2 separate regions of the Canis lupus genome follow, and region 1 is linked to region 2. Evidence: chromatin contacts called from public Hi-C data. All regions are on one chromosome and are shown on one strand. Each heading gives the region's core, a stretch centred on a gene start, on an enhancer-like site or on the middle of the called end of the contact. The rest is flanking DNA. Distances are from core to core; before and after follow the strand shown.

Evidence for each region. Hi-C and Micro-C count contacts between places; a contact is called where the count stands out from the background.
Region 1: a Hi-C map of skin fibroblasts shows a contact between it and region 2, with 2.9 times the contacts expected there. The contact joins two enhancer-like sites. A contact is called at or near these places in 5 of 9 Hi-C or Micro-C datasets (amygdala, blood, liver and 1 more).

Annotation. Positions count from the first base shown.
Region 1 is chr10:33,457,493-33,460,192 of UU_Cfam_GSD_1.0, reverse strand. No RefSeq gene overlaps it. Among named protein-coding and RNA genes, the nearest start is that of CKAP4, 16 kb to the right of the region's middle. Within about 2 kb of position 1,317, at least 3 of the 20 cell types and tissues checked have an H3K27ac peak or open chromatin away from gene starts, as enhancers often do.
Region 2 is chr10:33,374,179-33,376,878 of UU_Cfam_GSD_1.0, reverse strand. The region is part of intron 10 of TCP11L2 (T-complex protein 11-like protein 2); the gene reads left to right. Among named protein-coding and RNA genes, the nearest start is that of POLR3B, 13 kb to the right of the region's middle. Within about 2 kb of position 1,283, at least 9 of the 20 cell types and tissues checked have an H3K27ac peak or open chromatin away from gene starts, as enhancers often do.

The DNA.
Region 1 (2,700 bases), core at 68-2,567, 83 kb before region 2:
TTTTAAGTCATATTTACTGAACACCTTCTTATTGGGCACTGTTCTAAGCACCTTGGATGTAATAACTATTTGAGCCTTAGCCAACTCTATGAGGTAGGTGGTATCATTAGCATTATCCCCATGTATAAAGGGAAACTGAGGCATAGGAGCTTCCATAACTTTCCCTACATCAGATGGAAAGTGATATGGCTGGGATGTGGACTCACTCTGGCTCCAGAACCTAATTTCTTAGCCTCCAATATTATATACACAGTACAAGTATATAAAGTTGTGTCCTTGGACATTATGGGGTGCCGATTTTTATCTCTATGGGAAAGGAAGTATGATTTCTAGTGGACAGAGAACAGTCAATAGAGATAAACAGGTGTGAGTCTGAATCCTGATCCTACTAGCTGTGTGAACTCAGGGCAAGTTAATGAAGCTTTCTTAGCTACAGTGACTGGCTAGCAAATCAGAGATGGCCATTCTTACTCCCTAAAATAATTGCCAGGGTTAAGTGAGGTAATATGTATTTGATTTGACTCATGATATAAAACACAGATACACAATTATGGGTGGCTACTGCTGAAGTTAATAACTAAGCACGCGACACTGGACTGAGCTGCTCTAAGGGTCAGTTCCTGCCTTTCTGAACTAGCTGGACATGGAAAGGATAAAGGGTCTTAAGACACTCTAAGCTTCTACTAACAAAAGATTCAGATCAACAAAACCCTTTATCATTGTCTAAGTTTTCAGAGGGAGCTAATTAGAGGGAGAGTATTCATATAACAAAGGTGTTTATATCACATATTAATACACTCATTGGTCTTTTTTTATTTTTTTAAGATTTTATTTATTTATTCATGAGAGAGAGAGAGAGACAGAGACACAGACAGAGGGAGAAGCAGGCTGCATGCAGGGAGCCCGATGTGGGACTCAACCCCGATCTGGGAGTCCAGGATCACGCCCCGGGCTGAAGGCTGCGCTAAACTGCTGAGCCACCCGGGCTGCCCTCGTTGGTCTTTAAATCGTGGATTTTCAGGGCTCTTGGCTGGCTCAGTCGGTAGAGGATGTGACTCTGGATCTCAGGGTCGTGGGTCCAAGGCCAACATGGGGCATGGAGCCTACTTAAAAAATAATAGTGGATTTTCTTGGTATATTTCAATGGTACGACTAGATCCCATCCCTCCTTTGTGAAATACAATGGCTAAAAAGGAAAAAAAGAAATCAGTGTTCCCAACTGAGACACCAGATGGCGCTGAGTCCTCGCTTCGAGCGGCATCTGCGACCCACGCGGCCTGACCCGCGGGCGGGGCTACTCCCCAGCTCACAGGTAGAGAGTTTGAGAACCACCCCCGATCGCTTGCTGGTGCAGCCAGGCCTCTTGCGAGGGCAGACAGACTTCATAAGAGGTTATGCGAGATGTCAGTCCAGCCTGACTCTCCCCTGCCACGCATCTAACAAATCCCGTTCCGCACCCCAATAAGAAAGAAAACCCTGTGGGTGCCAGACTCTAATGGGATCTAGGAATACAGCCTTGGTTAAGACAGAAGTCATCTTCATCCCCCCCTCCCCCGGGTCTGCCACGATTTAGTCCTTCTTCCCTCGGGGAGAGTTCCTACTCGCGGAAAGCTCCCAAAGAATCCCGCACAATGAGAAAGTCAAAGAGAGTTGCAGCTGGGAGAGAAGTTGGAGATCATGGCATCACTGCACGTCTCCCTTCACAGACTGGAGGACGGACAGGGGCCCAGAGACAGAAGGCAACCAGAACTAGGACCAGCTTCCTGATGCCAGGTGCTTTTCCTCCCTGCCTGCCGGCTTCCAACAACGGGGACTCTCCCAACACCAGCCAACCAGGACCATGCCAGCAAGTGAGAAAGACCGAGGCTCCTGAGTGGGGTTTTTAAAGATTTTATTGATTTATTCACGAGGGACACACACACAGAGGCAGAGACAAGGCAGAGGGAGAAGCAGGCTCCCTGCGGGAAGCCGGAGATGGGACTCGATCCCAGGACCCCGGGATCACGCCCTGAGCCGAAGGCAGATGCTCCACCGCGGAGACACCCAGGAGTCCCGCTTCTGCATTTCTAGGAGTGACTCGGAGGGCACCAGGGCACAGGCCGGATTGCTAACAGGCGTTTCAACAGAACATTACCAGGTATTTAAACACAGATCGGTCGGGTTTCCCCACCACGTTGCCCAACAGGTGTTGCCCCGGGTGCTGGGCGCACACGCTCAGCAGGAGGAGGGCCGCCCCCCTGCGCTCGGCGAGCTCGCGGCCCCGGCCCCGGCCCCCGGGCGCTCTGCGGTGACCCTGTGCTTGCTCCCGGCGTTTCGCAAATGTGCTTGGGCCGGGGGTGGAGCCTAAGCAAATCTGCGGGGAGAAGAGAAGGAAATCGTGGGCTCCATCTCCCAGTGTGTGAGCTGGGGCGGTGGGAGGGGTGGCCTCTTCCTGAGATTCAGTCTTCCCGTTGGTAAAACAAGGGTGTTAGGTTGGAGCCCGTTTGCAGCCTTAGGTGTCTGAGAGCCACCACCTGGCCCTTCAGGTATCCCTGTTAGGGAAAGGAGTTACTCCTGCTGAAACAAAGCCCGGCATGAAGTTCCCCGAGGTCATCGTCCCGTGTTCTGACCTATGTTATTTTAAACAATAAAAATACTAGTTTTTCGGGTGGCTCAGACGGTTGGGCTTCCGACGCTTGATTTCAGCCCAGGCCGTGATCT
Region 2 (2,700 bases), core at 34-2,533:
GGTATTGGCTTTACTGTTAACCCAAATAATGACCCCAGAATTGAGCCTCATTGGCTCCAGTTGGCATGGCTGTAGGTCAAAACACATTCTTGAATCAGTCATGGTGGCCAGAGGGGAAGGAACTGGAGCTTGAGATGTATGTTCAGTTCCTGGAGCCAGAGTGAGTCTGCTTTCCCTGCAGCACCTGGTCTGAGAGAGAGGAGATGATTTCCCCCAGACCAAATTGGGGTGCTGTGGCCAGAAGGAGGGGGAGAGGGTGATGTGGGGCACAAAGCAAGTGTCTGCTGCAGAGAGTGAGGAATAAAGACCAGAAGGAGGAGAAGAGGAATGGGACCTATGGCTAATCTGCAAGTTTTCAATGTACAACACTGACTTCCCTAAGAGTACAAAGGCTTGTCATTATTTTTTTGAGGCTCTCACATAGTTTCTCTCATCCTTACCCCTGGGGACATGGAATGCTGGAGATTTAGGCCACTAAAAGCTCAAGGCTTTAACTGCTTCCCAGAAAGGAGTAGTGCCAGTGTGCAGCACTGTGGGCTTCTTAGAGGTGACCCTGGACGACAGTGACAAACACAGCATAGCTGCAGCCCCCTGGAACTAAGCCCTTCCCTGCATGCCTTCGCTGCCTACGCCTTTGTGTCCTCACAGCCTGTGGTCTCCAGCAGGGCAGCCCATACCTGGGAGGAGGAGGGGCAGACTGTCTGCAGTCTCTACCACACACCACTAGCCCCACTAGTGTGCAAGCCTCATGAGGATAGAATGCATGTTTCTCTGCTATATCCCTGTACCAGGCTGGACCCACAGCATGGCATTTAGTAAATACAGCCGACCCTTAAGCAATATGTGTTTGAACTGCTCAGGTCCCTTACATGCAGATTTTCTTTGATACAGTACTGTAAATGTGTTTTCTCTTCCTTATGATTTTCTTAATAACACTTTGTCTTCTCTAGCCTATTATAAGAATGAAATACATAAAATATGTGTTAATTAACTGCTTATGTTCTCAGTAAGGCTTCTGGTCAACAGTAGGCTATTAGTAGTCAGGCTTTTGGGGAGCCAAAAAGTTCTATGTAAGTTTTTGACTGTATGAGAGCAGTCAGTGCCCCTCACCTCCATGTTGTTCAAGGATCAACTGTATTTGTAGAAGGGGTGAGCACATCAGAGACTTAGCTGGGTAAGTAACTCATATAACCAGCTGGTTGCAGACTAGGGACTCTCAATGAGTCAGACTCCAGAGCTCATATTCTTAACTACTCCCAGTGGGCACTGTAGTCAGAACTGGAGCCCTGCTGTGGGTTGGCACGGTGGCAGGAGCATTCGGGTGTCTTCTGTGCCCTTGCTGTGGTTAAGGGAAATATTTGTAATTCAGAGGGAAGTTGGGATGCCCCACCTGGATGCACCACCCCATGGTGGCCTCTTAAAATCCCATAAAGCACTTTTTTTTTTTCACCCAGCTATTCCCAGTCCAACTTTCCTGCTCTTTTGCAAACTGAAAGCATTTTTAACCTCATTCAAAGTATCGTTGCCTAGAAACTCAAATGACTCACTTGAGTGGCCCTCCCGAACGACTCTGGAAGCCAAGGGCACGCCTTTGGCAGGGACTCAGTTTGGCTGCTCCTAACTGGACAAATGCTTCTGTCATTTTAGTCTTGGCCTAAAAACCGACTCGTCCACAGAGGAGACAGAACCACTTGTCAGCATAATAACAGTTTTGAAAGAGTTTCTTTCTTTAAACAATCTTGCAGGAAGGTGTTGGACCATATCTGTGATAAAAACAGACCTGGGCTCCAGAGAGTAGGCAACCAGTCTAACGGGAAATTTAGTACACAATTGACTCTTAATTTTCTGCTTGCAGAAGAGTTGGAGTAAATTAAGCTCTTAGAGGAACCCAGAGGCATAAGAAGGACCAGTTAGCCTTGGTTTTCTTTCCCTCTTTCTGGTACCCATAGTCTGCCACCTTTTGTTCTTGATGGATGTGCTGTTTATTTACAATGGGAGTATAACTCCCACTGTGTTCTTAGCCTTTTAAGATAACTAGAAAAGTTTTCTTTCAAACCAGCTTTTTTTCAAATGCATATGAGAAAACCAGGGGAAAATTATTTTTTAGATTACCTGCTTTGTAGATTATTTGTGTGCTTGTAGCTATCAGTTTTTTAAAAGTAATTTTCAATTGTATAAGTGATACATACACAAATGATTTCTTCTTGTTTCCATATTACAGGTGAGGCCAAGTTCTCTTTGCCCACCCCATTCCTCCCTGACTCTCTTGTTTTCAATTGGACGTAGTCACCTTTATTGAACTTTTTCATTCCATTCTTACTTCATTTCAGTTCAGTTCAGTGATGTGTCTTCCACATGTGAGGCCAGGGATATAAAGATAAAAAAAAAGACACAGCCCTCATCCTCAGGGAACTCCTTGTCTTAGAAGGGAGAAAGACACATGTTCTTAAGTAACAGTAATATGGCGTGATTGTCTGATGGATGTTAGGGAAAGCCACAGAAAGGAGGTAACTTTAGGTTTGTCATTGAAGGATCTTTTAGACTTTGGGCAGAGGTGAGGTGAGAGGGAAGGGTTGTCTCGCAAGAGAAAATAGTTGTGGCTAAGACAAGGACATATGACATTGGGAACTTAGAGTTCTAGGTCAGATCTGGCTACAATGTGTGACTTTTGGGAGAAGTGTTTGAAGACCAGTGTTTCAT